Linked DNA regions of Mus musculus: regions 2, 3, 4, 5 and 6 are each linked to region 1. The links are chromatin contacts, called in public HiChIP or PLAC-seq and promoter capture Hi-C maps. All regions are on one chromosome and are shown on one strand. Each heading gives the region's core, a stretch centred on a gene start, on an enhancer-like site or on the middle of the called end of the contact. The rest is flanking DNA. Distances are from core to core; before and after follow the strand shown. Region 1 holds the start of E2f4 (E2F transcription factor 4). Region 2 holds the start of Cmtm3 (CKLF-like MARVEL transmembrane domain containing 3). Region 3 has its middle 15 kb from the start of Cmtm4. Region 4 has its middle 21 kb from the start of Pdp2. Region 5 holds the start of Psmb10 (proteasome (prosome, macropain) subunit, beta type 10). Region 6 holds the start of Edc4 (enhancer of mRNA decapping 4).

The links. Promoter capture Hi-C pulls out the DNA fragments that hold promoters and counts their contacts. HiChIP or PLAC-seq counts read pairs in DNA pulled down with a chosen protein or histone mark.
Region 2: a contact with region 1 is called in a promoter capture Hi-C map of pre-B cells, with 4 times the contacts expected there. The contact joins the promoter of Cmtm3 here to the promoter of E2f4 in region 1. A contact is called at or near these places in 13 of 39 promoter capture datasets (the 3T3-L1 cell line, 3T3-L1-derived adipocytes, the HPC-7 cell line and 8 more) and 6 of 115 datasets of contacts at active chromatin or transcription factors (astrocytes, bone marrow-derived macrophages, craniofacial prominence and 2 more).
Region 3: a promoter capture Hi-C map of embryonic stem cells shows a contact between it and region 1, with 5 times the contacts expected there. The contact joins the enhancer-like site here to the promoter of E2f4 in region 1. A contact is called at or near these places in 4 of 39 promoter capture datasets (the 3T3-L1 cell line, cranial neural crest, embryonic stem cells and 1 more) and 2 of 115 datasets of contacts at active chromatin or transcription factors (astrocytes and embryonic stem cells).
Region 4: a contact with region 1 is called in an H3K4me3 HiChIP or PLAC-seq map of craniofacial prominence, with 5 times the contacts expected there. The contact joins the enhancer-like site here to the promoter of E2f4 in region 1. A contact is called at or near these places in 3 of 39 promoter capture datasets (the C10 cell line, cranial neural crest and liver), 6 of 115 datasets of contacts at active chromatin or transcription factors (astrocytes, bone marrow-derived macrophages, craniofacial prominence and 3 more) and 1 of 9 other capture datasets (adipose tissue).
Region 5: a contact with region 1 is called in a FOXA1 HiChIP or PLAC-seq map of pancreatic cancer cells. The contact joins the promoter of Psmb10 here to the promoter of E2f4 in region 1. A contact is called at or near these places in 2 of 39 promoter capture datasets (liver and neural stem cells), 1 of 115 datasets of contacts at active chromatin or transcription factors (pancreatic cancer cells) and 1 of 9 other capture datasets (liver).
Region 6: a promoter capture Hi-C map of liver shows a contact between it and region 1, with 2.1 times the contacts expected there. The contact joins the promoter of Edc4 here to the promoter of E2f4 in region 1. A contact is called at or near these places in 2 of 39 promoter capture datasets (both in liver) and 2 of 115 datasets of contacts at active chromatin or transcription factors (effector CD8 T cells and pancreatic cancer cells).

What each region holds. Positions count from the first base shown.
Region 1 is chr8:105,296,221-105,299,430 of GRCm38.p6, forward strand. It overlaps E2f4 (E2F transcription factor 4), which reads left to right and starts at 1,443. Exons shown (of 10, transcript NM_148952.1): 1 at 1,443-1,655; 2 at 2,061-2,170; 3 at 2,315-2,476; 4 at 2,776-2,819. The coding sequence starts at 1,521. It also overlaps a transcript of Exoc3l not described here.
Region 2 is chr8:104,339,098-104,342,307 of GRCm38.p6, forward strand. Cmtm3 (CKLF-like MARVEL transmembrane domain containing 3) reads left to right here and starts at 1,497. Exons shown (of 5, transcript NM_024217.3): 1 at 1,497-1,798. The coding sequence starts at 1,652.
Region 3 is chr8:104,409,184-104,412,393 of GRCm38.p6, forward strand. No RefSeq gene overlaps it. Among named protein-coding and RNA genes, the nearest start is that of Cmtm4, 15 kb to the left of the region's middle. Within about 2 kb of position 1,653, at least 62 of the 459 cell types and tissues checked have an H3K27ac peak or open chromatin away from gene starts, as enhancers often do. A contact at or near this core is called in embryonic stem cells and hippocampal neurons, where this site is marked.
Region 4 is chr8:104,568,922-104,572,131 of GRCm38.p6, forward strand. No RefSeq gene overlaps it. Among named protein-coding and RNA genes, the nearest start is that of Pdp2, 21 kb to the right of the region's middle. Within about 2 kb of position 1,705, at least 208 of the 459 cell types and tissues checked have an H3K27ac peak or open chromatin away from gene starts, as enhancers often do. A contact at or near this core is called in adipose tissue, bone marrow-derived macrophages, craniofacial prominence and 1 more, where this site is marked.
Region 5 is chr8:105,936,867-105,940,076 of GRCm38.p6, forward strand. It overlaps Psmb10 (proteasome (prosome, macropain) subunit, beta type 10), which reads right to left and starts at 1,526. Exons shown (of 8, transcript NM_013640.3): 1 at 1,089-1,526; 2 at 813-900; 3 at 628-725; 4 at 375-515; 5 at 1-115. The coding sequence starts at 1,144. Lcat (lecithin cholesterol acyltransferase) reads right to left here. Exons shown (of 6, transcript NM_008490.2): 6 at 2,685-3,210. The coding sequence ends at 2,706.
Region 6 is chr8:105,879,125-105,882,334 of GRCm38.p6, forward strand. It overlaps Edc4 (enhancer of mRNA decapping 4), which reads left to right and starts at 1,757. Exons shown (of 29, transcript NM_001301100.1): 1 at 1,757-2,034. The coding sequence starts at 1,953. It overlaps Nutf2 (nuclear transport factor 2), which reads left to right. Exons shown (of 5, transcript NM_026532.4): 5 at 1-1,278.

The DNA of each region.
Region 1 (3,210 bases), core at 193-2,692:
GGTGGGGGCAGCTGTGGACTCCCCCGGTGAGCACCAAGTCTTGATCAGCCCACCTTAGACTTCTAAATACTCCGGAAACACATATGCATATTTAAAGCTGATTTGGCCTCAAGCTGGTTTGAAGGATGACCCCCTATGTGGTAGAGCCTCAGCAAACCGCAGTCGAGTCTGAGAACCACAGATGGTATATGCCTTGGTAGGGGAAAGATCACATGTGGTGAGGCAAAAGAATAGTGAGAGATGGCAGTTAGGGATCCAAAAAGCTACATTGTTCCTGTAAGTGATGGGGAGCTAGGGAGGACACTAGATATAATGGAGCACCACCCAAATCCACCCATCATAATAGACCCTCACTTCCTACTGTCAGAAGGGTTGACAGCTAAGACCTCAGGAAGACTACCCCAACTTCAGGCTCCATTATAACTAGAGCTTCCGAAGTCTGCTTTCTCACAAGTGTGAATCATCAATCAATTTGGGGAAGGCAATTTGTGTCCTAGAGGGACTGACCGTCATAAAGACATAACCATAAGTGATAACACTGTTAAAAATAAATAAGACTTGCAAGCTGGTAAGATGGCTCAGAGGCTCAGAGCACTTGCTCCTCTTGCAGAGGACAGGGCTTCAGTTCCCAGCACCTACACGGCAGCTAATAATAACTGCCTGTTAACTCTAGCTCCCAGAGATCTGACACCCTCTTCTAAACCTCCTTGAGCACCTGCACACATGTGGACAAACATAAACACATACACACACAATAATAATAATGATGATGATGATAATAATAATATAAACCTTTAAAAACTGCAAAAATAAATGAGACTTGCAAACACACAGTTCTTCCCATGTGTCAGAAAATGCCTTAAAGGCTTTGCTTATATTCACACGCAGGCAAACACCTTTGCATGGACTAAGTAGTGGTTGGAAATAAGACTCCTGGCCACTGTGAACTGTATGTAGCATGGAGGCCAGCGAAAAATGATGCTGGAACGAAATAAGAGATAGAAGTATGCAAGCTATTTATTGTTAGTGCTTGCTGTTTTGGCAGGAAGTAACAGGAACAGCAGGAATTATCTCTGAACATCAGGGAAGCCTTTAGAATAAGTTTTAAGCAAATAGGCTAAGCTTGTGGCTTATGGCTTCCCTTCCCTGGATGGAATGTTCAGGCAGTTAGTAGTCTAGAAGCAGCTTAGCAAGGAAGAGTCGGGTGGTTCTCGCTTCTCAACTGCCGGTACTGCTCACTAACTTCTTCCATTTCCTACCATACAATTTTTTCAGGTTTCCTAGCTGCCCTAAGGAGTTGTTTTGGTTTCCTTTGCTAATGATACATTTGCCGACGGTCCCCCGGAGTTTTGCGTCCGGATCAGCAGACGGGAGTTGCACCAGATACCCTGGGAAGGCGCGAGACGGAAGCGGAAGCAGCCTTGATAGCTCCGGTGGCCCGGCGACTAGGAACGGAAGCGGAAGTGGCGCCGCCGCCGGCCTCGCCTGGCCTGGCTGAGGGGAGGCGGCGGGCGGGCGCGATGGCGGAGGCCGGGCCACAGGCGCCGCCGCCCCCGGGGACTCCAAGCCGGCACGAGAAGAGTCTGGGACTTCTCACCACCAAGTTCGTGTCGCTCTTGCAGGAAGCCAAGGACGGCGTGCTTGACCTCAAGCTGGTGCGCTCCGGGCCGAGGGGGCGACTGGGGAGATGGGGGCACCAGGCCTGGACCGGGAGCGGGAAGCCAGCGGGGCGGCCCCACTGAGTCCTCCGGCCGCCATCCGTGTGCTTTCTCACCCTGATGAGAGAGGCGGGAGGTTGTTTCCATTCACCGAAGCCATTAAGCCTCAGCTCTGTCTGGGTCCCGGCTGCAGGTGCAGGCCCTCGTGGCCCTTGGCGACTAGGACAGGGAGCCGAGCATCAGAACACAGCTAAGCCAAGACTCTTCCCGACACACTCGCGGAGTGATTGGAAGGAACGCCAGGGTTGGGACATAAGACTACCTCCCATTCCAGACTAAACATCTCAGGGTGCACACTTTTTAAGAGTGGGGCTCCATTCTCCATTCTGTTCTACCTGCCAGGCAGCCGACACTCTTGCTGTGCGCCAGAAACGGCGGATCTACGACATCACCAACGTGCTGGAAGGCATCGGTCTGATCGAGAAGAAATCCAAGAACAGCATCCAGTGGAAGTGAGTGTGGGCTGTTTGGGGAGGGCAGAAGTGTCAGGGGTGTTGGGGTTGGGAGGGGATGGTGATGTTTATAGGAGAGAGTTGGGGTCTGGCACCCAGAGATCTTAGGGATCCCACGCTCAGTCTCTCAATCCCATGGTTCAGGGGCGTCGGGCCAGGTTGCAATACCCGGGAGATCGCTGACAAGCTGATTGAGCTCAAGGCAGAGATCGAGGAGCTGCAGCAACGAGAGCAAGAACTGGACCAGCACAAGGTGTGGGTGCAGCAGAGCATCCGGAATGTCACTGAGGACGTCCAGAACAGCTGATATCCTCTGCCAGTCCCTGCCTCGGGGAGTGGGCAAGGGGCGCTCAGCTGGTTTTGCTCTGTGGCGCTCTGGGTCCTGTACCTCTTAAAAGAATGCTCCAGCAACCCCTGGTCAGATTCAGACGGGAGGCTCCAGTCTCTTCCAGCCTTAGCCCATGATCCTTACCCACCTGGACCCCAGGTTCCAGAAATTTCCTCTGAGGGCTGTGTGGAAGGCATAGGCTGAAACATTGGGTCTCTTCTGTGGTCTGCCATCTGGCACAAAAAAAAGCCTCAGCTGTTCTCCTTAACCCCCACACCTTGGCCTACGTGACTCATGAAGACATCTGCAGATGCTTTGCTGGTGAGCGGAGCCTGGGTAGAGGGAGGTGGGGGGTGGGGCTGAGCTAAGTCATGGACCCATGGTCCAAAAAGAAGTTCCAGCTCTCGAAGGTTCGTGATGCCTACTTAAAGAGAAACAGGCAGCAGGTGTCAGTTTGGAAGTCACTGGGACTCTGTAGGGTACAAGAGTCCCCAGTGTGTCCCTGGGTTTGCCCTTATCAGCAGTGTTCTCTGAGTTTGGTTCTTGGGCAATATAGTGGCACAGAGGAACAAAAAGAATTTGTACATGTAACTTGTGTGCACAATCTTACATACTTGTATGTAGGGGTCGGTGGTGTCTGTTTCTAATTTGTACTTAGTCCCACTATGTATATACGAATTGTTCCTTTTTTTTTTAAGATTTACTCATTTAT
Region 2 (3,210 bases), core at 247-2,746, 960 kb before region 1:
AAAGGTATGGAGAAGGGTGGAAGAAAGAAGAACCCACTAAGTAGCCAAAAACAGCTACAGTCACCTCTGGTCTCTATCAGCACCCAGACACAAGAAAATGCACACACACACACACACACACACACACACACACACACACACACACACACTGTTAGAAAGGACAGATGTACAAAGTCCCCGTGGCAAGAGGAAGCATCAATTTTCCTGAGGGTGCAGTGGGAGGGATCATGACTAGTGATCTTAGCGCATCCGGGTGACAAGGAAGAAAGCATTAGTCTCTTAAAGAGCCTCACGATAGTTAATGGGGCAGGAGTGCAGACTTAGTGGTATTAAGAGAGCATCCATGATGGGCTAGCCGTGGGGGAGAACAAGGATAATTCCAGATCTCTGGTTAGTCCAGCACAGAACGAACCCAAGCCTTGGGCAGCTAACGAAAGAGGCCAGGAAGGAGGATGGGCTGGCTGAGGCCTGACAGGAGCGTGGCCTGTAAAATAGAGGAAGATGGGCAAGCCAAGAACTAGCGGGAGGGTGGCCTGGGAAGTAGTAGGAAAACTCTGAGAGGAGCCAAGAAGGGGAAAGCACTCTGAAAGAACTGATCTCGCCTGGTTAGAGCCAAGCCTGGAGAGGACTTAGCGGAGATGGGGGTGGGGTATGGGGGCAGTGTCCCTGTCCTGGAGTTGTCTAGGCAGTAAGTTACTTCGAGCTTAAAGAGCAGAACCGCTGAGCAAGGACAGGTGGTCGCTTTAGGGGGCGCTCAGGGCAGATAAGTGGGTCTGTGTCAGTCAGGACGGGGGGGGGGGGGGGGGGGGTAAGGAGTCAAACGACAAAAGAAGACTCCAGGCCAGCCACACAGAGCAAACAGAGAGCTGGAGTGCGAGGGGACTGGGAGGATCTGGGTACAGAATCTGTGTCACCCCGGGACGTAGCAGAAATAGTGAGTGCGGGAGGTGGGGAGGTAGGTGCTAGAAGGCTGCATGGGAAGGGGTGCGAGAATGGGGCAGAAGATAGGTGGGGCAGGTAAAGGAGGTGGGGGGGGGCAGTAGAGGGGGTGAAGAATGAGAAGTGACCGGAGGATAGAGGGCCAAGGATAGTCGGAGGGGCAGTGTAGTGCAAAGATTCATGGGTGGGGAAGTGAGAAGAGCAGGGTCGGAGGGACTGTGGGGTGCGCCGGGGTTGGTGGGCGGGACAGGATCGAGGGGGAACTGAGAATGAAAGGACAAGGTGCAGGGAAGGATCCTAAGGCTAGTGAAGAGGCAGAGGAAGTAAGTGGAAATAGAGAAGACAGAGAGAGACAGACTGGACTACATCTGAGGGGCAATGAGGAGTGGTTGGAAGGATGGAGCAGGATATGGGCAGGACGTAGGCAGAGGGGGAGTGGGGGAGGAGGAGATGGGAGGATCCACAGGACGGATGGGTAAGGCAGCGTCCACGGAACACGGGGGCTGCGTAGAGAATGGTCGGAGGGAGGATGGGCGGGGCAGGGTTCGAGGGGCAGTTGTGGGTGGGGATGGGGGAGGTGGGCGGGACAGCGGAGGATGAGTCCCCGGCCTAGTCTAACTCCACTTTTTCTTCTTCCGCACAGCGGGTTTCCGCTTCCCTCCAGGGCGGTGGGTGAGGCAGTGAGGCCCAGGCTCGACCAGATAGCGCCGCTATGTGGCCCCCGGACGCAGAGCCAGAGCCCGATCCAGAGTCCGCGCATGGCCCCCGAAGTGGCAGGACAGTGCCGGGACTCCGAGCCCTGTTGCCCGCGCGCGCCTTCCTCTGCTCTCTCAAAGGCCGCCTCCTGCTGGCCGAGTCGGTGAGTGCGTGTGCTCCCCGGGTGCGTGAAGCCCGGTACCCGCGCCCCAGCCTGGGGCCTTGCACCTCCAGCCCAGGAGAATTTGGACCACCGCCCCCAAGCTTGCTACGACTTCTCTGTAGCGGAGCTCGAGTCAGAATCAGGCCCGAGCCGTGTTCTTCCCGGATTCTCCAGTCTGCGAGGCCCTCGAAAGGGACCAGAAGTCAAGGGTTTGGGGTCCTGGTCCCCGCTGGAGCCGCAGCTCGGCTGCTGTGTGACCTCGAGCGCCTCCGCCCTCTCTGAGTCCCCGGGACTGCTGCGCTCGCTAAGCTTCTTCTGGCCTCGCCCGCCCTGCACACCCTCCCACCTCCTAGGCTGAGACCTAGCCGCCTGTGTGGTGAAGATCCTACGGAGTGGGATGTGCCCCCGGGGAGTGGGTGAGGCAGGGGCCACGTAGTGAAGACACAGGCGGACCACTGTTTCAGGGTGGCGAGCCTGCGGGGTGACTTCATGCCCTCCTTCCCCCCTCCCGCGCTGTACTCCTTCCTCCTCCCTGCTTGTCCCCACCCGGATAGGAAGGTCTCCTTTGTCCTCCCAACACTCATCATCACGTGTGGGGCGGGAACTGGCATGGAGCCTATGGAGATGGGGAGAGGGGTGGGAGGAGGGACGGTGGAAGGAGGAAACAGACCATAGTGACAGCCACTTGTTGCTCAGATACCTAGCAACTTAATATCCGACCTGCTCCCACTTCGAGTTGGGGATAGGAGAGACAGTGTCTTTAACTGCTAGGAAACTTGGCAGGTGACTCATCCAGTGACCTTGAGGATATCCTTGAGGGCAAAAGGGGGGTTCTGCCCCAGGACCTCTCCGTTGTACCCCAGGACCTACTAAGGAGCATCAACCCTGAGGTCTCCGGTAGAACCTAATACTTTGTTCCTAAATGAGGTGCCAAGCGGACCTAGAGCCCATTTTCTGGCCGTTTCAGATCTCTGGAAGCCTCTGGGAGGCGTGGGGCGGGTCTTTGAATCTACTGGCCACTGGCTTCAGTCCTACCTGCCCAGTACCCCTTCATGGAAAAGGAGTGAGTGCCAACCAGAAGTCACAAGATGTCCTTGCCCTAGCTGGGTGCCAGAAAGACAGGCCTAAGAAAATATGAAGGGTAGTAAGCTCATAGGGTATAGGGGAGCCTCCCCCAGTCATTCCTCCCCCTTGGTCTCATGCAAGTAGGGAGTCTGACCTGGATAGAAAGCTGGAGGAAGAAGCAGCCACCAAGAACTGGGGAGTGAGAAAACAGGAGTGGGGGAGGGAGGAGGTTGGGGCAGGGGAGTGCCACCAGAACCAGACTTTTTCTTTTTTTTTTTTTTTCAAATTTATTTATTATATGTAAGTACACTGTAGCTGTCTTCAGCCAGGCCAGAAGAGGCGTCAGA
Region 3 (3,210 bases), core at 403-2,902, 890 kb before region 1:
GGAACAAGGAGGCCCACCCAGGAAGAATGAAATAGAAAGACCCTTCCTTCCACAGTATGGGCTGAGTACATGATATGATCTGAACTGATGAGAAGCCGACCCTGGCTGGCGGCTTTCTCTAGAATGTACAGGTTCTCAAACTGCCATGTTCGCTGGACTGATTCTAGGGGCAGATTCTCAGCAACCCCACATCCCTGGATCATAGGATGCTGGGGACGAAGGTGGCAAAAGGAAGCAGCTGCCTGAAAAATCTGTGGCAATCCAAGGCTACTACAACTGTGCACTTAAGAGTGAGAAAACTTGGAATTTTCTTCCTCTCATTTCTTCTTCTCCCCTCCCCATCCTCCATACCCCTTCTTCCTCCTTCCTCTGGCCCTTTCCTCCTGTGTTGGGAACTGAACCCAAGACCTTGTGTATAGTAAGGCAGCTGCCTTGCTTGGTACATATGGCCTTTGCTGCTCCTTCATGGCCCTTTCAGTGTAGGATGCTAAGGTAGCTCCACACGTTTATGCCTAATTGCCTTCCTGCCTGAGTTCACACTGGCTGGCTTCATTCCAGTCCACCACCACAGGGTTCACTGCAGTTTGCCCTCTTTTGATTACCCATCCCACCCTCTCCCTCCTCTGGCCCTGAGAGAGATGCCTGATCATCCTGCGTGAGTTTGCTGGCCCACTGTCTCTATAGAGCACACTTTCCCATCCTCACTGCCACACCCTCATCATTATATGGATGTCCGTCACATGGCTGGCTCTCCCCTCTCTGGATCACACACCCATATCTGGCTGTACTACATACATGTGCACACCCTGACAAAAGCAACCTAAGTTTATTTCAACTTACAGTGTAAGGGTTGATAGTCCATCACGGCAAGTTATCCCTAGCAATGAACTGGAGGCCACTGATCAAGGTAGCAGAGAAAAATGGCTGCAAGCGATCAGCTTTCTTCTCCTTCTCTTTCCTTCTCCTCCTCCTCCTCCTCCTTCTTCTTCTTTTTTGTTTTGGTTTTTCAAGACAGGGTTTCTCCGTGTAGCCCTGGGTGTCCTGGAACTCCAGTTCAGGCTGGCCTTGAACTCAGAAATCTGCCTGCCTCTGCCTCCCAACTGCTGGGATTAAAGGTGTGTGCCACCACTGCCCCAGCCTTCCTTTTTTAAAAAATTAATTAATTAATCTATCTATCTATCTATCTATCTATCTATCTATCTATCTATCTATCTATCTATTATATGTAAGTACATTGTAGCTGTCTTCAGACACTCCAGAAGAGGGAGTCAGATCTCGTTACGGATGGTTGTAAGCCACCATGTGGTTGCTGGGATTTGAACTCTGGACCTTCGGAAGAGCAGTCGGGTGCTCTAACCCACTGAGCCATCTCACCAGCCCTTTTTTTTTAATAAAAAAAAAAATTCTTCTACTATTTTATTGTGTGTGCGGGTGTTTTGGCCTCATGTATGTAAGCATAGCACATGCATGCATTGTGCCCACAGAAGCCAGAAGAGGGTGTTGGATCGCCCTGGAACTAGAGTTACAGATGGTTGTGAGCTGCCACATGGGTTCTGCCAACCGAACTTGGTCCTTTGGAGATGCAGCCATGCAGCCAGTACCCTGCTGAGCCATCTCGCCACCCACACTCCCATCCCCACCTCCCTTTTTTCCTTTATGACTAGATCTCTCACTATGCAGTCCTGGTTAGCCTGGTTAGTCATACTGCAGAGCAGGCAGACCTCAAATTCCTGTGATTTCCTTGCCTCTGCCTCCTGAGGGTTAAAAGCATATGCCAGTAGATCCTGTAGCTTTCTTTTTTATGCAAACCAGTTCTCCAGCCCAGGGAACAGTACTGCACACATTCAGGATGGGCCGTTCCCATCTCAATTAACCTAATAAAGATAATCCCTTACAGGCACATCAGAGGCTTGTCTCCTTAGCGATTCTAGATCCCATCAAATTGGCAGTATTCATCATCGCATCCTGAATCAGGTCAACTCCGTGGCTTTGTCCTTCTCAGCTTGTTTCAGCTCTGAAGTCTTGCAGGAGGGTGCTTCTTTTTCCTATGGCAGTGGCTAACACTCTATGCCAGGCCTTCCACTCCCAAACACAGGAAATGGCTTTTCACCTACTGAAGTCTCAAACACCTGCTCCAGGGCTCCACAGTTTCCCATCATACCCACAGGTAGCCATCTCCCATGCACCACCCGACGAAAGGCCTTAGGACCAAATTGTTGTGGGGGGTGAGGGGGGAGAAGGGACCTGTAAAGATTCTAGCTTTCGAGTGTGGGAGTTATGGAGTTTACTTGTAGCCTCAGAGACCTTGGTCTCAGTCTGGACTGAGTGGGCTCCATGTTCACCTTTCTATTACTAGCATCTTAAGTATCTGCAGCCCGGGTCCATGAGTCCTTGGAAGGTGACCATAGCTCCCCAGAGAGGCAGGAAGGAGGCACAGGACTACATATATATCCACATATCCAGATGCCCACGCATGCAGATGGCAGAGAGCTGCCTTGCCCATGAAAGCAGGCAGTTGCCCAGGTGATGGATCTTGTGATTCGCTGAGAGCCTATCTTCCCTAAAATAGCTATCTTTGCTCAGTCTGAACTAGCAATTTATTTCTTCAGTTTTAAGGCCTGGTATTTGACATTGTTCAGCCTGGGATAGAAAGCATGCAACCTAGGGAGAAGGCCATATCAAAGAGACATTGAGATTCATGTCCCCAGCTCTGCTCCTGTGTGATCCTGGCCAGTGACTTCCTCCCTGGCTCTTTGTCACCATCTCTAAGCCCTTTCAAAAGTTCTGACCTGTGTCCTTGACACACATTTCAGGACACTGTGCATTGCTAGGATACTTAGGGTCTCCCTGAGTGGCAGGTGAGATTTTCTCTTCTTTGGAGGATGACACTCACCAGAAGCCAAGGGACTTCCCCAAACCACTCAACTGTCAACTTCTGGGGCCAAGACTCACACTCAAGTCTGGGTCCGTGACTGAGGCAGTCCAGGTGTCCAGGCTGCAGCTGTGGGCTAGTTTTCCTTTCCTGCAGCTGTCCCAGTCTGGCCAAATCCCATGAGGGTTCCGAAGGCAGTGGGAACTATCTGGCAGAGCAGCTAAATGGAGACTGTGTTGGGTGACCAAGGCCTGCGGCCACCTGCAGATAAATGTTTACCTCACTTTCCTCTGTGCCTAGGTCAGAGCTACTGGTGGGCACTGGTGAGTTCAGTTGCT
Region 4 (3,210 bases), core at 455-2,954, 730 kb before region 1:
CACATGTGGCTTCCCACAACAACTGTTTTTTTTTTTTTTTTACAAAGAGCTGCTGCGGGTTACTGAGATGTCTCCATCCCAGTCTGCTGCAGGCAGTTCCTCATTGTATGCTGTCCCCAGAACAAAGCCATTAAGGGCTTGATTCATTCATTTGGTCACCACACTCTAATTGTTGCTGGAAAAAAACATTATGAGCACACTCATAGGTGCATTCCACCCATCTCCTAGGCTTTTGTTAATCCAATCAAACTGGCTATCATAAGCAATCATCACTCCAGACCCAATGACACTGGCCTATAACCTATATACTTAGGGGATGGAGGCAGGAGGATCATGAGCTGGGGGCCAGCCTGGACTACATAGCCAGGCCAAGGTCAGCCTGGACAGTGAGACACATTAATAACAGTAACTAAAATCACAACAGGCACCTTACCAAACATAAAGTGCATGAGCTCATAGATGTCAGAGGCTTCACCACTAAGAAGGTATTCCTCTATGAAACATTCAGACTTCTGTGAGGTGGGATGGAATTCGTTTGCTGCAGGATTCCCCAGAGCCTGAACCAGGCCATTGTGTAACTGGGAATAGTAAGCAGAAATCCATCCAACTGCCGCTCCTTCCAAGGAGTGGGCCATGGCTCTTTATCTTAGAGCATTTTGTGGTATCAAGTCCAACAAGAGCAGAACTCAGAGGAAGCACAGAGGAGTTGTGCTCTTAAATCTTATCCAGTCCTGGCCCCCCCGCTTGGAGACAGAGCAGGCAGGAATGACCATAGAATCCAAGGTGTCCCAGGTCAGGACCTCTGCCCCTGCTGTTTGCTCTGTAGGAAATGTTCTTCCTTTCTAAATTTAGATCTCTTCCAAAGTCTTACAGGAAAGAGTCTTCCCTGATTTCCCAGAGGACAACAGCTGCACCCAGCCACTAGAGGGCTCAGATAGTAAAGGCTTTTACCTATAAGCCTGAGGAATTGAGTTCCACTTAGGTGGTGAAAGGAGAAAACTGCAAATCTTCTGACCTCTAGAGAGAGAGAGAGAGAGAGAGAGAGAGAGACGGGGGGAGAGAGATGGGGGGGAGAGAGAGAGAGAGAGAGAGAGAGAGAGAGAAGAAGAAGAAGAAGAAGAAGGAGGAGGAGGAGGAGGAGGAGGGCATGGTGGCCCATGCCTTTAATCCCAGCACTTGGGAGGCAGAGGCAGGTGGATTTCTGAGTTCGAGGCCAGCCTGGTCTACAGAATGAGTTCCAGGACAGCCAGGGCTATATAGAGAAACCCTGTCTCAAAAAACCAAACAAGAAGAAGAAGGGGTAGGAGGAGAAGGAGGAGGAGGAGAAGGAGGAGGACGAGGAGGAGGAGGAGGAGGACGAGGACGAGGACGAGGAGGAGGAGGAGGAGGAGGAGAAGGAGAAGAAGAAGAAGAAGAAGAAGAAGAAGAAGAAGAAGAAGAAGAAGAAGAAGAAGAAGAAGAAGAAGAAGGGGAGGGAGGGAAGGAAGGAGGGATGGATGAATGGAGGGAGGAAGGGGAAGGGAAGGATATGTATGAGAGACAGAGAGACAGACAGAGATAGACAGAAAGACAGAGAGACAGACAAAGATAGACAGACGGACACACACACACAAAGAGGAACTCAGAGACAGAATCAGACAGAGACAGAGTCCCCATCCCCAGGGCCAGGGGGCGCTCTCAGCCCCCTCCTGAGCCATTTCCTCGGTGCAAGCTTAGGGAAGTAGTCAGTGTTCCACCGTATCTCCCCACGGCAAGGTAGTCAACGAAATGAAACCGTAAAGAGTGTGTAAGTTCCTACAGTTTCATTCTCCAGAACTAAGCATTGTTAACTTCCTGCCCCATTAAACGTTTCTTAACAGATAAACAGGCTAGCACAATGAGGGAGGGAGGGGGAAAGCACAGACCATTATCAACGCGTCCTTTCTTCTTGGTCACAATCAGCCTTTTCTATTTCACGTTCTGTCTTGGCCAATTCCAGCCCCACGCTCTACCTACATCAAGATGCAGGGTGCAACTGCTCAGGCCAAGGCCGGGTTACTCCAGCCAGAGGAGGCTGGGACGTTGATACCCTGCACGTCCCCATCCTCATGCACATCCCAGGCTGCCAGCTGGTCCCTCGCAATGCCTGGAGCTGCCTACGGGCTTGCTCTAGCCAGGGCTTCCCTAGGAGAAGCAGAGAGGGAACTCTGGCACTCGCAATTTCCTGGAGAGTTACTGTTTCGTTAAATAGCACAAACGGATTGGGGTCGTTGCTTGATGACCTAGGAGCCACTGAAGGTTTTCCTTTCGATGAGCGAGCTTGAGGCGCCCCCTTCTGGCAGCCTCTGCTTATAGATATTGCAAGTGAAAGTGCCGCCAGAACCCATACTTCAACTACTCAGAAGGGCCTCTCCTGCTTCCTCTACCCACGCCAAATTCCCAAGGCCGTTCTTTCACTCGTCTCCAAACTCATTTTCAAGAAAGGATACGAGTCATTTGCAACTCGGAGTGCAAAATCCATCCAACTATGTCACTGCCAATTAGTTTTTTTTAGTTTTAGAGTATTAGTTTTTTTCTTTTCTTTTCTTTTTTTAATAGGACTGGAGAGATGTCTTGGCAGATAAGAGCACTTACTGCTCTTGGAGGGGACTTGGAGACAATCCTCAGCACCTTTGTGGTTGCTTACAACCATTTGTAACTCTAGTTCTGGGGGGAATCTGATGCTCTCTTCTGACCTCTGAGGGCACCAGGCACACATGTGGTACAAATACATACATGTGGGCAAACACTCATATACATAAAAGTAGGTAAAAGTTTTTACATTTTAAAAAAACATGTGGGGGCTGGTGAGATGGCTCAGCGGTTAAGAACACCGACTGCTCTTCCAAAGGTCCTGAGTTCAAATCCCAGCAACCACATGGTGGCTAACAGCCATCCGTAGTGAGATCTGATGCCATCTTCTGGAGTGTCTGAAGACAGTTACAGTGTACTTACATATAATAAATAAATAAATATTAAAAAAACCCATGTGCATGTATGTGTCGGGGGGGGCAGTCATGCACATGTACTGCAGAGTTACAGAAGAGGGCATTGGTCTTCTGGAGGCATACGAAAAGGGGTAAGCCCTTGTTTCTCTTATCCCCTCACCCTAACCTATACCCTGGCTTCCCCCCAGAAGACCAAATAGCAACTTGGTTGGTGTTTTAGTTGCTGTGAAGAGACACCACGGCC
Region 5 (3,210 bases), core at 276-2,775, 640 kb after region 1:
AAGGGCAGTAAAGGGCAGACGGCTGTAGGAACCATGTGGGTGCACCTCGTAGAGCTGAGGTCCGTTCAAATCAACCCCGCCCACGACCAGTGATGCCCCCACGTGGCCTTGGTACCTGTGGAGGAGCAGGCAGGGTTAATGTTAGCAGACAGGCCCCGCCCATTACACTGCCTTTTGGTCTGAGTCCCACCCCTTCCTTTGGCCTGGCGTCCTGCAATTGACGCTGCCTCTTCCGGAACTCAGCTTGGTCTGTCTTCTTCCGGTCTCCCTGCAGGTCGCAGCCCCGCTCCCCCCCACTCCACGTCCCGCCTCCTGTCAACTCCACCCACCTGCAGATACCCCGTTTAGGGGTCATCTTAGCCCCACTTGCTCACCGGAAAAGCGTCTGGCGCAGGATACGGGTGACCGTGGCCACCCGAGGCTCACGGCCGGTGGACAGCGCATGTAGTTCCATCTTGGAAGCTGCCATCCGCGTAGTCATCTCAGTGTCCGCAGCTACTCCAGCCCCACAGCAGCTAAGGGACAAAGGGATGGTGGATGTGGACAGGGACGTGCAGGGACAAAGTAGGGAGTGAGCGACAGTGCAGCTTATGTTTGAATATGGGGACTGGTCCGGGGCATACTGACTAGATTTTAGGGGCGATGAAGTGGATCTTCTCGCAGCTTTTGTCCGCCACAACCGAATCGTTAGTGGCCCGCGTGTCCGCTCCCAGGATGACTCCATCCTGCAGAGGCAGAGCCCAGCCTTAATGCCCACCTGATCTCCGCAGTGGCTGCCCTTCTAGCCCTCCAGCCCTTATCACCCCGCTTACTCGGAACACAAGCCCCGCGATGGTAGTCCCGGTCTTGCGTGCATGAGGAACCCGAAGTCCCGGAAGGACGTGTTCCAAGGACGCATTCCTGGAAACATTGGGGTGACTCGCGTTTCAGTTCTGCATCAAGGGAGGGTCCCTGAACCGGTCCCCAAACCCATTTCTACTCATCTCCTGGCTTAAGCCCCTACTTGGTCACCCAACATAGGGTTCCCCCACTCCACCAATAAAACAAGGCACCAGCAGTTCGTGACTAGAACTCCACTCCCCTTTCACCTCTGGCAGTTCTCGAAAGAGAAGCCTCCTGTGGGTTCCACTGCCTGCTTCAGCATCTCGCAGGAAGGCCAAGTGAGAATGCGGGGGTCTCGATGAGTGGATCAGCCAGGGGGAGCAGAGGCGTCTGTCCTGGCTTCTGTGGGGTTTTTCCGGACGCTTCCTACTTTCGCTTTCACCCCCACCCTAGTTCAGAGGCTGTTGGCTGCTGTGTGCATCTTCTCTTTCACTTTCGTCTTTGCTGCTAGTCCCAGATAACTTGAGGAAGGGGCTATTACACTCCTTGCCAGACCTATGGTGCGCCTTAGATCCTCCATTCCCATCTCTGCTGACACCCCCTGAGCACTGCAGGCACATACATGTATTCAGGTAAAACACTCACACACATAACCCCTTAAAAGTAAGTAGAAATGAAGCCCTTGCAGGCTTAGTTATGTGTGTGAGTGAATGTGGTATGTGCATGCCACATGCCCACCAAGGTCAGAAGAGGGCATCAGATTCCCTGGAACTGAAGTTACAGATGATCATGAGCCACCATGTGGGCGTGCCACCACGTGGGCGTTGGGAACCAAACTCAGGTCCTCTCCAAGTGCAAAAAAATGCTCTTAACTTCTGAGTGCTTGCTCTCTCTCTCTCTCTAATGTCTCACATTAAATCTTCTTTAGATGAACTGTCTTTTCTTCAGATCCTAAACTTTTTTTTTGGGGGGGGGGGGCGCTTGAAAAACTGTTTTTCAGTGTAGTTGAGTGTAGCCCTGTCTGCCCTGGAATAAGCTCTGTAGACAAGGTTGGCCTGGATGAGAAGATTAAAGGCATGTGTACCACCACGTGGCCCTAATTTTTTAATTTTTTTATGGCTTATTTTATGTGCGTTGGTGTTTTGCCTGCATGTCTGTGTGAGGTGTCAGCTCCCCTAAAACTGGAGTTACAGACACTTGTGAGCAGCCATGTGGGTGCTGGGTATTGAACCAGGGTCCTCTGGAAAAACAGCTTCTTTCAACAGACGCTGAGCCATCTCTCTAGCCCCATTTATTTGTTTGTTTTTTCGAGACAGGTTTTCTCTGTATAGCTCCGGCTGTCATGGAATCCAAGTTCTTACATTAACAATCCCCAGCCCCAATATCTTAAATTCTATTTATTTGTTTGTGTTTTGGGGACAGAATCTCTGTGGTCTTGGCTGTCCTGGAACTGTGTGTATCAGAGTGGCCTACAGAGATCTGCCTGCCTCTGCCTCCCAAGTGTTGAGTTGAAGGCGTGCACCACCATGCTTTATTATAAATTTCTGTATCCAACCAGAACTCAAAAGTCGACTTCAAATCCTATTTCTCTGTGTCCCCATTCTAACAGCCATATACCCAGATCTGAATATTGTCCTGGGCCCCTAAGAAGGAAGCCACAGAGCAAGCTTCCTGAGCAGCTCAACTAGGACAATGAAAATCTATTTACATATCTCAAAGTCAGTCCAGTCTGGGGCCTTAGCAAAGCCCACTGAACCCCGTGTTCCCCTAAGCCCAGATCAAGCATGCATCAGCCAGGTGATGCAGGTTATCTAAGGAACCTAGTAGTGCCTTCCCCTTAACCCATAACAAACACCCTGCACTTATTTATAACAGCTAGGTCTTTATTCAGGGGGTGGGGGACTTGGGCTGGCAGCTGGCGACTTAGGAGTGCGGTAGGCACCCAGTAGGATGGCATTGATATGCTCCAGTGTCTTATTGCTGAAGACCATGTTGAGGTGATCTGTCTCGTTCATGGGCAGCAAATGTACGGGCTGCGACTGGCGGCCCTGCCACTGGCCACAGAGCTCAGTGCTGCGGGTGGCTACGGTGTCGTCCCCATCTTCATAGAGTGCAGCCACGGGGTCTTTGTAGGGGAAGTTGTGGTCATAGATGTAGGTGTGGGGTGTGGGTCTGCCCACACCGTAGAGACAATATACTTCTACACCAGGTGCGGGGAGGCGCTCCAGTAGGTCACGAGACTGAAGAAACATGTGCCAGCCTTCTTCAAAATGCAGATCTGTGAAAAAACGCTCAAAGTCTTGGACGGTGTAGTTGAAGTTTGGTGTGGAAATGAACACATGGTCTTCAGGCCACACGTGAGGGGCTGGGAGCATCCAGGGGGAAGTC
Region 6 (3,210 bases), core at 507-3,006, 580 kb after region 1:
CCTTGGAAAGACTTAAGTAATGCAAACGATTGTCGGGTTTTGTTTTTGTTTTATTTTTTGTTTTGTTTTGTTTTTTTAATCTACTGACAAGTTGCTCTAGTAACCCAAAGAAGTGAAGGAGAAAGCAGCTGCCTCACCAACCGCCCAGATATTGATTTGTTCAGATGTTTCAATGCCTCATGATACAATAAAACCACAAAAATTTTCTTAACAGTTTAAATTGTTTTAATTAGTTAAGTAGTTGGCTGGGCATCAACAGTTCCAGCCCATTGTCTCACTTTCCCCACCCCCATCTGCCTCACCTCAACAGAACCTACTGCAAGGAGCAGATTCACTCAAGTGGCTAAGCTCGCATGTCTGCGGGCCGGGGCAGAGTTCTCTCCAGCCCCAGGGTTTTGGAACGCAGGCCTGGCCTGAAGCTTCTCTTGGACTGAAGGCTCTTCAGTCAGCTCTGTCTGATACCACCTGTGGCCTCTGCTCTGTAGATTTGGGTCTAGTAGCAGGGTAGATATTCTGTAGCAGCTAGAAAGGCCTTAGCAAATATGGCTTCCCATATTTATACCCTCTGGGTTGAAGTCCTAAATGTAGGGGCCTGCTCTATACCCAAAATAAGTGACATGCAGATGCCCACATTCCCCAAGCAAAGCGAGAGATGCTGTGCTGCCTGCTTGGGATATCAGAGCCAGGCGCCATTAGGTGGAGTATAAATTCCACACTGGAAGGAAGCAGTGTGAAGGAGTGCTCTAACTCTCCCCTCAAGACCTGTGCAGGGCATTTACACACCATCTTCCTACTTTCCACATACCCCATACACTCTTCAAATCCCAGGAAATCTTAACTAGTATGGCAGTTTCTGCCCTGTTTCTTAGTCTGGGCACAGGTCTTGCTCAGTACCGATATAGCTTTTCATCCTTGAGACCTCTGGATAGTATAAAGCTACTAAAATAGCAACTGCAAGCTAGAACCAAGCCCAGGATTTGGGGTTTAGGATTGGCTAGGCACACCTGAACATGCCCTTCTCCCTGCTCTCCTGCATTGTGAGGGGAGAGTAAAGATTTCCACATACTCCACAGGTTGCCTGGTTAGACCAGCATAGTCCTGGACGCTACACAGAAGGTTCCAGTGGGATTGATCTCTAGCTGCTGTGTATTGGGGGAAGTAGGGGTGGGAGAGAGGTAGATGCCAGCTGCCTCTTAATCCACCCTGTATAAAATCTGCAATACAGCTTCTTCCATGTACCTGTGCCTGAAATGTCTGCAATAAAGAGGTGTTTGTAAACTATGGTCTCTTTATTCCTAACGTGAAGTTACCGTGTGGGACAAGGGGTTACTGGGGACAGTTGGTAACAATGACAGTTTTGGGGGTAGAAACTATCTCCCTTGCCCTTGCATCTCCTGGGGCTAATGACCTCGAAGATGTCTTGGTCTTGCTTACTCCTAAGCGGGGGAACAGACCCTTACCAGTTCACCTTATTTAAGGTCTGAAAAGTTACTACCTGAGTGGTAAAGTTGGCTTTGTTGTACCATTATCCAGTTCATCAGAATGGCCTAGGACCTGGGTTAGATCTCCAGAGATGGTAGGGTTTTAGGCAGTCCAATGCTGAGTACATTTACTCTTTCTCAGTCTTGTGAAGTTTAGCCACTACTGGGCTAGCCAGGAGCAAGCAGCCTACGGAGGCTGCCTCTGATAGGAACTGGGGCTCCTTGAGCTCGGAACCTTTCTTCTGCGGTAGTTGTAGGTTCCGGGAGCGAAGGTCAGTGGGACCGGAAGTGGAGGCGGTTGGTGGGGTTGGCAGGGCTCACGGACGCAGTCCGGGCGGCGGTTTGCGAACTGCGGCTAGGTTTTGTGTAGTGCTCTGTCTCCTCTCTAGCGGGGTCGTGGCTGGGCGAAATTGGACACTGCGGAGGTAGAGGAACTAACGTCGGGCGAGCAGGACTCTCGTGGCTGGGCCCATGGCCTCCTGCGCGAGCATCGACATTGAGGACGCCACGCAGCATCTGCGGGACATACTCAAACTGGACCGGCCCGCCGGAGGTGAGCCGGGATGGGGTGTGTAGGCTCTTAGCGAAGTGGTGGACGTATGGCGTGGATCTGAACCGTTTTCGGGTGCCATAGGCTCCATTAGCCAGACTCGGGATCCTCCGGTTTGATTGCGGAGGACAGGAATTGGAGTCATGGATGATCCCTGGGTATATCCAGAGAATGGCGCAGACCCCTGGGTGTTACCCCTCCCCATCCTATGCCAGACCATTCTGCCTTGTTCTTAAGTGTTTTGGCTGAAGGTATGGCGCTCTCCTCGGAATCCACTCAATCCATCTGGTTTCCTTGCCTCCAAATTTCAGTGCTTTGAGAACTGGCCCCGTATCCCTCCTCGCCAGGGTTCAGAGGCCTGGTGCAGTGTCGGTTTAGCGAGTTCTAGGCCTAGAATTAAGTGATCTGCTGAAGAGCCTCTGTGCCCACCCTGCAACTTGGCTTCCCCCCAAAAGTGTATACTCCCAGGCCAGGTGTTGCTCTGAAAACGATTTTCTGGCAAAAGGTGGACAACCCCAAAAGCATGTTTCTCCTGGATTGAAGGCAGATCACAGACAGGCTCTGATGAGGTTAGATTAGGTTCCAAACGTCAGCAAGCCCATATGTTCCCAATTCATTCGAGTTTTACTTAGGCTCCCAGTATCCTCCTTGGGGCTACTCTTCCCAGATGAGAGTTCCCAGGACAGAAGGCCACCAGCATTGTAATATAATGTTATTGTAAAAGGATGGTCAGGGTACTTTGATGGGAATGGGGAAATAACGGTGAGGGAGATAGAGGGCTGGTTTGAGAGGAGACTGTTAGGGCTAGTTTGGATACTATAGACAGGAGATTGAATACCAGGAAAAGTCCTCGAGGCACTTATGTGGAAGACACATATTACAAAAAGGAAATAGTATGTATAAAAATGAGATGTTTCCGTGCGATTCAGAGACGTTTGAACATTGAGGTGGTTGACCAGAGATAATGGTGTACATACTGAGAAGTGATTCTTTTCTCACACCTTTTATGCCTGCTGGTGGAACCCAGACTGCTAAAGCGGGCACTTGTACTCTCCAGTGGGTTCAGCTGAGACAGCCACAGATAATCCGTTTGCTGTCTGAGCCTCCTGGGCTTGTGCTTTCAGGGTGTGCTCCCTTGACTCATGAGGCGGTTAGTGCCTCTGATGCCCACGGTCAGCT